Regions from separate parts of the Mus musculus genome. Here region 2 is linked to region 1. A link is a contact called in public promoter capture Hi-C data. All regions are on one chromosome and are shown on one strand. The core of a region is the stretch at or near the end of the contact, and the rest is flanking DNA. Distances in the headings are between cores, read along the strand shown. Region 1 holds the start of Kcnj4 (potassium inwardly-rectifying channel, subfamily J, member 4). Region 2 overlaps Dmc1 (DNA meiotic recombinase 1).

Region 1 (4,350 bases), core at 796-3,295:
GTGCAGGCAGAGAGAGGTGTGAAGGCATCTGGTACGTTCTGGAATCCGTGGGAATCGGAGGACATGTGTGAATATACGGTGTGCGGGAGCCTGACAAGCGAACCGTCCTGAGGCGCTGAGTTGAGACAGATCCTTTGGCAAAGGGAGAACCTACAGAAAGATGGCTGTGTGGCCTGCGTAGCATTCACGAGTCTTGTCCCGGAAGGTCTGCTTGGCACAGGAAGCCAAAGAGATTGGAGACTCAATCAGTTCTCCATAAGTTTGTGTGCTTCCCTTCCCCCCCAGCCCCCCCCCCCAATCCCGAGAGATCTTCTCCCTCTGTGATCTGGGTCCAGTCTTCCACGGCCAGAGGCTCTCTGCTTGCAGGTCTTCTAGACTCCTATGGCCACAGAGAAGGGCTTTCCTCACCTGCTTCCTTAGAAGGCTAGGTGACAAACGCTCAGGAACGTGGCTGGCTCGGCAGGAACTGGGAGGTGCTTCCAAGAGTGTGGGACCCAGACCTGAGCTCTCTGGGGGATTGGGGGAGGAAGGTCTGGACCTTCTCTTATAGTGCTGGTGAGATGCCTCCATCTTTAAGAGGTTTGCTGCTCTGGCAGAGTACCCAAGTTCAGTTCCCAGCGCCCACATGTCACTTCACAGCTGCCTATAATTCTAGTTGCACGGAACCTGACAACTTCTTCTGGCTTTCACAGGCTCCTGCCCACATGTAGCACACATGCACGCACATGGGCATCTGTACATGCATGGTGCACATACGGACACACACAGGCATCTGCACACATAGACATAAATAAAAAAGGAAAGACAGATTAGTAAGATGAGAAGAAAACAGGGACTAGGGTTTGTTGACTTCCACTCCACTGGGTGGCCTTTTGCGAACTTTTGGACGTCTGTGGGTCCTCAGTTTCTCCTTTGTGAACTGAAGCCTTACTGATAGACTGTGCCACTATTAGGGTTCTTCCAAAAGAACGACCTCTGTCTCCTGAAGTGGGGGTGCTTAGGGCCCTTAGCTGCTAGAGCTTCGGGAGAGGATGCAGACCACCCAGGAGAGGGTCAGGGCCACCGGGACCCCCACAGGACTGGTTCCCACCTACCCTCCTCTGGGCTCGGAGAACCCTCCCCACCTGTCCCCAGGGGCCTCGCAAATCCGGGAGTGGATCCTCCTTGGAACGGATCCTCCAGTAGGAGTGCGGCGGGGCGAGGAGGAAAACCCGGGCAGGATCCGCGCGAGAACCGGACGGCGCAGCCTTCCCCCCCCCCCCCCCCCCGTCCCCGACCCCCGACTCCTGCTGGAGTCCTGGGTCCCGGGCGCTAGTGGCCTGCCCGCGTGGGTCAGACGCACCAGGAGGGCCGGGGTGGGGTCCGCCTGGGGCTGGCAGCCGGGGCGCGCTGCCTCCGCAGCGGGGCGCGGGTCACGTGTGAGGAGGGGCGAAAGTCTCCGAAGCGGGGCGCGTGCTGCGAGTTGGGAGTTCTCGGCGCGCCGCGGGCGGCGGGAGCTCAGGCTCCCGGGCGAGCCGGGGACGCGGCGGGGACCGGGTCCCAGACGGAGGGGGCGGCGGCGGGAGTGGGAGGGACGCAGACAGAGAAGGACACAGCCGGCCGAGGAGGCGGCGCGGGGCGAGGCTGAGCCCGGGCAGGGGCCGGAGCGCGGCGACCAGGTGCCACGGCCCCGCGGGAGGAGAGGCGGCACCGGGGCACAGCGGCGGGGACCTTGTGGCAGGCGCGAGGTGGCCACAGAGCCAGGAGACCCCAGAACTGAACAACGAGAGGGTCGTGGGGCTGTGGGTAACAGCGGGCAGTGGGGCGCCTTGGGCCCCTGGACCCCTCGACCCGAGCCCGGGCTCCACGATGCTGCCGCCCGGGCGGCGCCCAGCTCTTGACGCGGGGCAACGCTGAAAGTTACGCAGGGAGCGGCGCGGGACAGCGCGGAGACCCCGAGACCCACAGAGGCCGCCTGGGTCAGTGGCGACATCGCGGGCAGGCGGCGCCCGCGTCCCAAGCCCGGCGCCCCGGACTCCGCCCGCCGGACTGCGCCGGGGGATGTAGCGGACACTCGCCGCCCAGACCCTCCTCGGACCTTACGCCCCGGGGTAAGCTCGGGCTCGTCCATCGCGAGTACTCTTCGTCCGTCTGTCCGTCCCAATGTCTGTCTAGCTCAGAGAGTTGTTTGTCCTGCCGCTCTGGCCATACCCGTCCTGCACTTATCCATCAGACCCGATTCCTGAAGGGTCCCAGTGTGGACCTGTGACTTCCCCCAAGCTGGCGCGCTCCGTTTATTTGGCCATCAGAGCGTCTCCTGTGGGTTGTGGCTGGCAATAGAAGGGAGATGGATGACAGAGATTTGACCTCCTGCCCTGGCGACGGCCCTTCTCTGCCCCCGCCCACCTCCATGCCAGGAGCTGCGAGGCAGGTGACTTGCAGCAAGGTGGGAAGGGGGCGTCTCAGCTTCCCACCACCCACCTGCAGTCTCCGTGAATGGTTCGGAGTATGACAGAAATCTCCCTTCTGCTGTGTTAAGCACCTGCCTTGTGCCAGATAACCCCAGGGTAGGTGAGCCGGTAGTAGCTGAAGGAATGAGGTAACAGTAAATGGAGCATTTCGGGGATTAGAGTGGTGGAAACTAAGGCTGTAGAGAGAGGGGCAAAGATGCTTTTTCTTCTGCAAAGGGGAAACAGCAAAGAGTCATGCCGTGGGCTCTAAGCAAGGAGAACTTCACCACCACCTGCAGAATGCCCACTAACCAGGTCAGCCTACTACTGCCCCCCCCTCCCCCACAAACTATGCAAGGGGACTCAGACTTCAGGGCAGGGAGCTGTAGACCAGCTTGGCAGGCAGCAGTGCCCTCTAGGCACCACACAGGGTGGCTGGGCTGCCCTAACAGGGAGGGCCTCAAGAGGGGGAGAGCTCCAAGTAGTAGGCTGAAGGACCTAGGGACCAGACGAGGTGTCTAGCCCTGGACAGAGAAGGGCTGGATCCAGGGATCCAATATTCACTCCACCCCCACTCCCATCCATCCCTGCACCTTGCAGGACTGCTAGGAGTCCAGAGCCATGTGTAGCCTTGACTTGGCTTCTGAGGGGAGCAAGTGGAGAAACAGGACAGTTAGGGCAAGTGGAGCGGGAGGACTGAGCCTGGAACATTCTGCTCTGCCCTCCTATGGAAGAAGGGTCTCTTTCTGAAGTTTTCCATACTGGGCATCAAGGCTCGTATATCCCTTGGTCCAGGCTTCAGAAATGAGACCAGCTAGTTGAGACACTGGGCAAGTTATGCTCCTTGAGCCTCTGCCAGCACATCTGTGGAATGGGGACACCAGACCTGCCCCACTGACCTCCAATGCAGGGCCTTTGAGCTCTGTGAGCAGAAGACTCTTGGTAGGCTGAAGAGAGGGGTGGGCAGATGGGGGTGGGGGTAAGAACTCAGTTTACTTTGAGGGAAAATAAGTAGTTACCAGTGGCAAGAATATGGCTGGAAATGCAGACTGACAGTAATGGAGGTGTCTAGGCATAAGTGGGGGGACCTGGGACTTGGGCGCTGTACCTAATGTTACGCTTAAAGAAACATCTTCCTAGGGGAAAAAAAATAGAGGTGACTGGCCAGACAGAAATGTCCGCGGGCTCCCACTGGGGTGACCTTGGGCAGTTAGCTTGACTTCTCTGAGTCACAGTTTGTACCAGTGGAGAATGGGACTTCATGTCATTGTCACTGGCTTGCATACAGTGTCAGGGCCCTGGGAAAAGCTTGCAGAGCCAAACCATGCAGGTTCTAAAGAGACATTTGTGGATCGGAGGACAAAGTCACTCTAGGATGCTGTGGGAAGATTTTGGGGCTTAGGATGAGAGGGAGGGGGAGGAGGAACTGTGTGGGCTTACACAGGGCGGGCTGGTTCTTAATGTGGATCTGGGGGAGGCGGGGGCGAGTGCTGAGGGGGGTGTGAGGAGGAGGGGGCCCCCTCTGCGGGGACCACTGAGTCACGAGGACATGTAAGCGACATGACAACCAGCAACGTGGTAACCAGGAAACAAGCAATGGGAACGAAGCTGGAGCAGTGTGTCGTGGTGGGGGAGGGCAGACTGGCAGCACCCAGGCTTGGAGGGTCCGTGGTGGGTTAGGCTGGTCGGCCTGCAGGGGGTGCGGGCCAAATAGGCTGGGTAAGAACGGAAGTGTAAGAAGTGACAGGAAGCACCCAGGGGCTCAGCGGGGCAGGGGGCTTCTCTGGTCCCTCCCCGCTCTTCTTTTCCTCCACATCCCCACTCTTCATGCCTCTCCCCCTAGGATGCCAAATTTGGCTCACGCAATCTGTCGTCTCTCTTCTGAGATTGGCACGGGGATGGAAGCCGAGTGCATTACATC
Region 2 (4,350 bases), core at 695-3,194, 57 kb before region 1:
GCTACACAGAGAAAACCGGTCTCCAAAAACCATAAAAACAAAACAAAACAAAACAAAAAAGAGACTAGAAGAGTCAAGGGATTCTCTTATGTGAGCACTACTGCGGCTCCTCCAAACTCAGCACCTTACTCATCCTGGAGAAGGTCACGTATGACCAAAGGCTTAAAGACGTGAGAAAGATGGTTAGGTAAAGGGCTATGTGGCCCTTGGCCCCTGTGCTTCCACCACATACATTGTTTTTGAGACAGGGTTTCATGTAGCTCAGGCCCTCAGACTCTCCATGTAGCCAAGGATAACTTTTAGCTTCTGATCTTCTTCCCTCCGCCTCCTGAGTGGTCAAATTGCAGACGTGCATCACCACACCTGATTTTATTCAATGCTGAGGATTAAAGCCAGGGCTTCAAGTGACACAAGGCACACAGCCTAGCAACTGATCTTTCCTACCCAGCCCATTCCCCATTTTTGAAGCCAGATGTTATGGAGCCCAAGCAGGTCTTAAACTTGTGATCCTCCAGCAAAGGCACTGCAGGGCAGGCTCCTGCGTTAAGAGTCTCTCCCACGTGTTTCCTTTGCCTAGAATAACGCTCCCCACATAGCCCCTTATCTGACCTGAGTTTGTAGGAGGCTCAGTAGTACTTGCATAAGAGCTAATGGTATTTATCAATAATTCCAGCACTGGGGAAACAAAAGGATTCTGGGGCTTGTTGACCAAGTGCGGCTGAAGTAGAGAACTCCAGATTTAAGAAAGACTCTGATTTAACAGATGAAGTAGAGACTGATAGAAGTTATCAATCTCTGATATCAACTTTAGCTTCCATGTACTATACATGTAACTAGCAAGCATGCCTTACACACCACACACACACACACACCTGTTACCTGCTCAGTTGGGGAGGCAAGAGGGTGAGTAGTTTAGTGCCAGCCTGAGCTACATAGTAAATAAATAAATAAAAAGTAAGTAATCCTAACACTCAGTAGGCAGAGGTCGGAGGCCAGCCTGAACTACATGGAGAGTGCCAGGACAGCCAGAAATACATAGAGTGACCCTGTCTCAAAAAAAAAAAAAAAAAAAAAAAAAAAACCTTAAATAACAAAAGGGCTGGGAGTGTAGCGAGGTGAGAGATCACTTGTCTGTCATGTCCAAGACTCTGAGGTCAGTGTCCAGCACTACACACAGAGAGAGCAAAATGTTACCAGCTTCTCAGCTGACTACCCAGTGTCCACATAGCTCGTCCTCCTTCCTCAGCTCCATCTTCCTTTCTCCACAAGACTTGCCTTTTCCCTTACCCCACTGATTCAGTGTGGATCACTCGGATGACTCCTCATCAATTAATGAAAATTAATAAGGTTTTTAAACTAAATCAAAAGAAAACTCAAAGTATGTTTAGACAAACATGTTTAGTCAAATAGGGAATGAAGAAATGAATTAATTGATCAAAAATTAGCCAGTCTCCACAGTTCAGTACTAATGGTAGGTGCTCCAACTTCACAAGTTCTGGTTCTCTGACGAGAGCTGCACTACTTGCAGTTAATGACAACACAGAATGCATAGAGCCCTTACCCAACAAGAACCAGGAAGCTGAAGGACAAGCTGGACAACCAGCTTTTCCCTGCGGGCGCTCAGAACTTGCCTGCTTTATTTCAAAGCCCTTTTCAGCTTTCCCTTTGTTGGCAAAGCCTGACTAAAGCTGCACCCCAAAGGAGTCAGACAGGCCCCACAGGACCTGTACACAGCCTCAAACTATCCTGATAAAACACCCAGTTTATCCCCATTTGCCTGTTTCCAAGTTTGGGAGTAATTTTTCTTGACATTCAAACCCTTATATATAGAAGTTGTTTAACAATGTTTGCGAGGGTTGATAACTCTGCTAGGTAAGCTCGGTAGGCACATTTAGCTGCACCCGCACTGCAGCGTCTCTGGAGACTCAGACTGATGGGAACGTGATGAATGTGACATGTGCACAGTATTTTTAGAAACAGAGCTTTTTATAAACTTCTGTTCCCTTGTATTCTGTAGCCCCGAGATGCCTGAAAATGAAGCCACCTTCGCAATAACCGCTGGAGGGATCGGGGATGCCAAGGAGTAGGTGGGGAATTGGTACAGACTGCTTCTTGCTGCTTATTAGGGGCTGGAGAAGTGGGAAGCAGCCTTGAATTTACATCTTGAAATAAGAGTTTGTTTTTTTCCCCAAGTGTTATTAAAAGAAAGTCAGCAAAAGCGATGTGAAGCTTATATTTATCTTAAAAGTTCCTTCCTGATATGCAACCAACTATATATATATACTGCATGTTGATTCAGAAATATGCATACATATTCTTGAATTACTTGATAGACACATATGCATAAATGTGCCTGTCAGGTATTGGGGAAGGGGTACCCAGTGCCCTTCCTTCTGCCTACTAAAGTAAGCCATTGAGCACACAGAAATTCAAAGGAGCTCAGATATGTATCATCTTCCCCACAACCCCCCAACCCCAGACTTCTCATCCAGCATTTCTTGGGGCATAGCACCAATGACTATGGTGCTGGGACTGAGAACTGGGTGCTGTTCCCCAAGAGAGCTCATGTGAGGTGAAAGCTTGGAGTATACATGAGCTGTTTGTAATCACCCTGGTGGCCTTCACATGCATCTTTACAATAAGAGGAGAGAAACATTAAGCCAACTTTTCAATCATCTGATATGTCAAGTTGAAATGACTTTTAAAAAATGTGTTATGATAATTGGGCATGGTGGTGCACACTTGTAATCTCAATATTTGGGAGGCCTAGGTAGCTTTAGCTACCATGCCCAATTATCAAAACTGGCCTGGGCGATATGACACTATCCAAAAATGGTATGTTTTTATGTTTTGAGTGGAGAATTCAAAGTTGTTGTTTTTTTAATTTTAGAGCTAATATAAATGTAAAATCTATAGCTGAGACATCAAAGAATTTGTGAAAGAACATTGTTTTTGAGTGTGTGTGATTGTCAAAAATAAAATCTAGTTTTCAAAATATAAGACTATTTAAAAATTAAAATACTAATATATAATTGCTACAGGTGATCTTTTATATTGTGTTAACTAAAATGAAAATCCAAAAAGTAAAGTATTTACTACTAAAGGTTTTTGATTCTGCATTCAGTCATTTACTGGTTAGCTCTTAGATGGTCCATGCTAATAGACAAGGAGTGGGTCCTGCCCCAAGGAGCAGCACACTGGAGAAGGGACCAGTGCTCAGGAAAATGAGAGAGCGAATGGTGAGGATTTGGATTGACCCTAATGCATGAAGTCCTAATGCAGGGGAGGAAGGGCATAGACCACAGAGGCCTGAGGGCTCCCTGGGGCAGCAGAAAGCTGGGTCCTGGGAGGCAGAGCCCTTCCGCCTTTTTCTCCTGTAAAACCACAGAAGTGGCTCCTCTGAATAAAGCAGGAACAGAAACATCTAGGAACAGGTGTTCTACATTCTGCAAATTCACTTAAATCATTTTACCAGCAAGTACTGAAGCATTGTTTTGTTCTAGGAAAGGAATTTGTTACTAAAGGCACTTAAAAACAAAAAGCAAAAAACTTTCTTGAGCTGGAGAAGTAGCTCAGAGATTAAGAGTGCTTACTGCTCTTCCAGAGGTCCTGAGTTCAATCCCCAGCAACCACATGGTGGCTCACAACCATCTATAATGAGATTTGGTGCCCTCTTCTGGTGTGCAGGCATATATGCAGGCAGAACACTGTATACATAATAAATAATCTTTAAAAAGAACTTTCTGGCCCTTTTATTTTGGCTTCTGTTTGTTTTTCAAGACAGAGTTTCTCTGTGTAACATCCCTGGCTGTCCTGAAACTCCCTTTGTAGACCACGCTGTTCTCAAACTCATAGTGATCCTCCTGCCTCTGTCTCCCAAATGCTGACATGAAAGGGATATACCACTTCTCCCCACATATTTTGGCATTTTAAATTTTTTCTAGCTCAGCAGTGGGCAGTGGGGTCAGAAACCAGTGCTCAACATAAAGGCCTGACATTCTGGGAGGAGACTTTGTTTCATTATGGCATGCTGCTCAGACCAGAATCCTTTTATTGGGCTATGATGTGTCCTGCTTGGGAAAACAGAAACTGGACCTGTGGAGATAGAAGAAAAACTAAAGTTTGGGGTCAACTTTATGGGAACTCAGCAAACCTTGTAGGTGTTTGGGCCAGCGATGGGTATATTTTGAGCTGTTCTAAACCAGGATTTACTTTGTCGCTGTGACAAAGCAAAGTGGGTTCTGTCATTTTCCTTCCAGAGTTTAGAAAGAGGTCTGGCCCCCTATTTTAGAGGGTATGGAGCAGTTGTAGAAACAGAGAAAACAATTTGTCATGTAAAAATATCTTCTA

Evidence for each region. Promoter capture Hi-C pulls out the DNA fragments that hold promoters and counts their contacts.
Region 2: a promoter capture Hi-C map of hippocampal neurons shows a contact between it and region 1, with 1.6 times the contacts expected there. The contact joins the enhancer-like site here to the promoter of Kcnj4 in region 1. A contact is called at or near these places in 2 of 39 promoter capture datasets (hippocampal neurons and pre-B cells), 6 of 484 Hi-C or Micro-C datasets (CD8 T cells, the G1E-ER4 cell line, memory CD8 T cells and 2 more), 2 of 115 datasets of contacts at active chromatin or transcription factors (embryonic stem cells and neural progenitor cells) and 2 of 9 other capture datasets (adipose tissue and pancreatic islet).

Annotation. Positions count from the first base shown.
Region 1 is chr15:79,502,936-79,507,285 of GRCm38.p6, reverse strand. Kcnj4 (potassium inwardly-rectifying channel, subfamily J, member 4) reads left to right here and starts at 2,045. Exons shown (of 2, transcript NM_008427.5): 1 at 2,045-2,090.
Region 2 is chr15:79,560,250-79,564,599 of GRCm38.p6, reverse strand. Dmc1 (DNA meiotic recombinase 1) reads left to right here. Exons shown (of 14, transcript NM_010059.3): 14 at 2,018-3,103. The coding sequence ends at 2,087. Among named protein-coding and RNA genes, the nearest start is that of Ddx17, 16 kb to the right of the region's middle. Within about 2 kb of position 1,944, at least 9 of the 459 cell types and tissues checked have an H3K27ac peak or open chromatin away from gene starts, as enhancers often do. A contact at or near this core is called in hippocampal neurons, where this site is marked.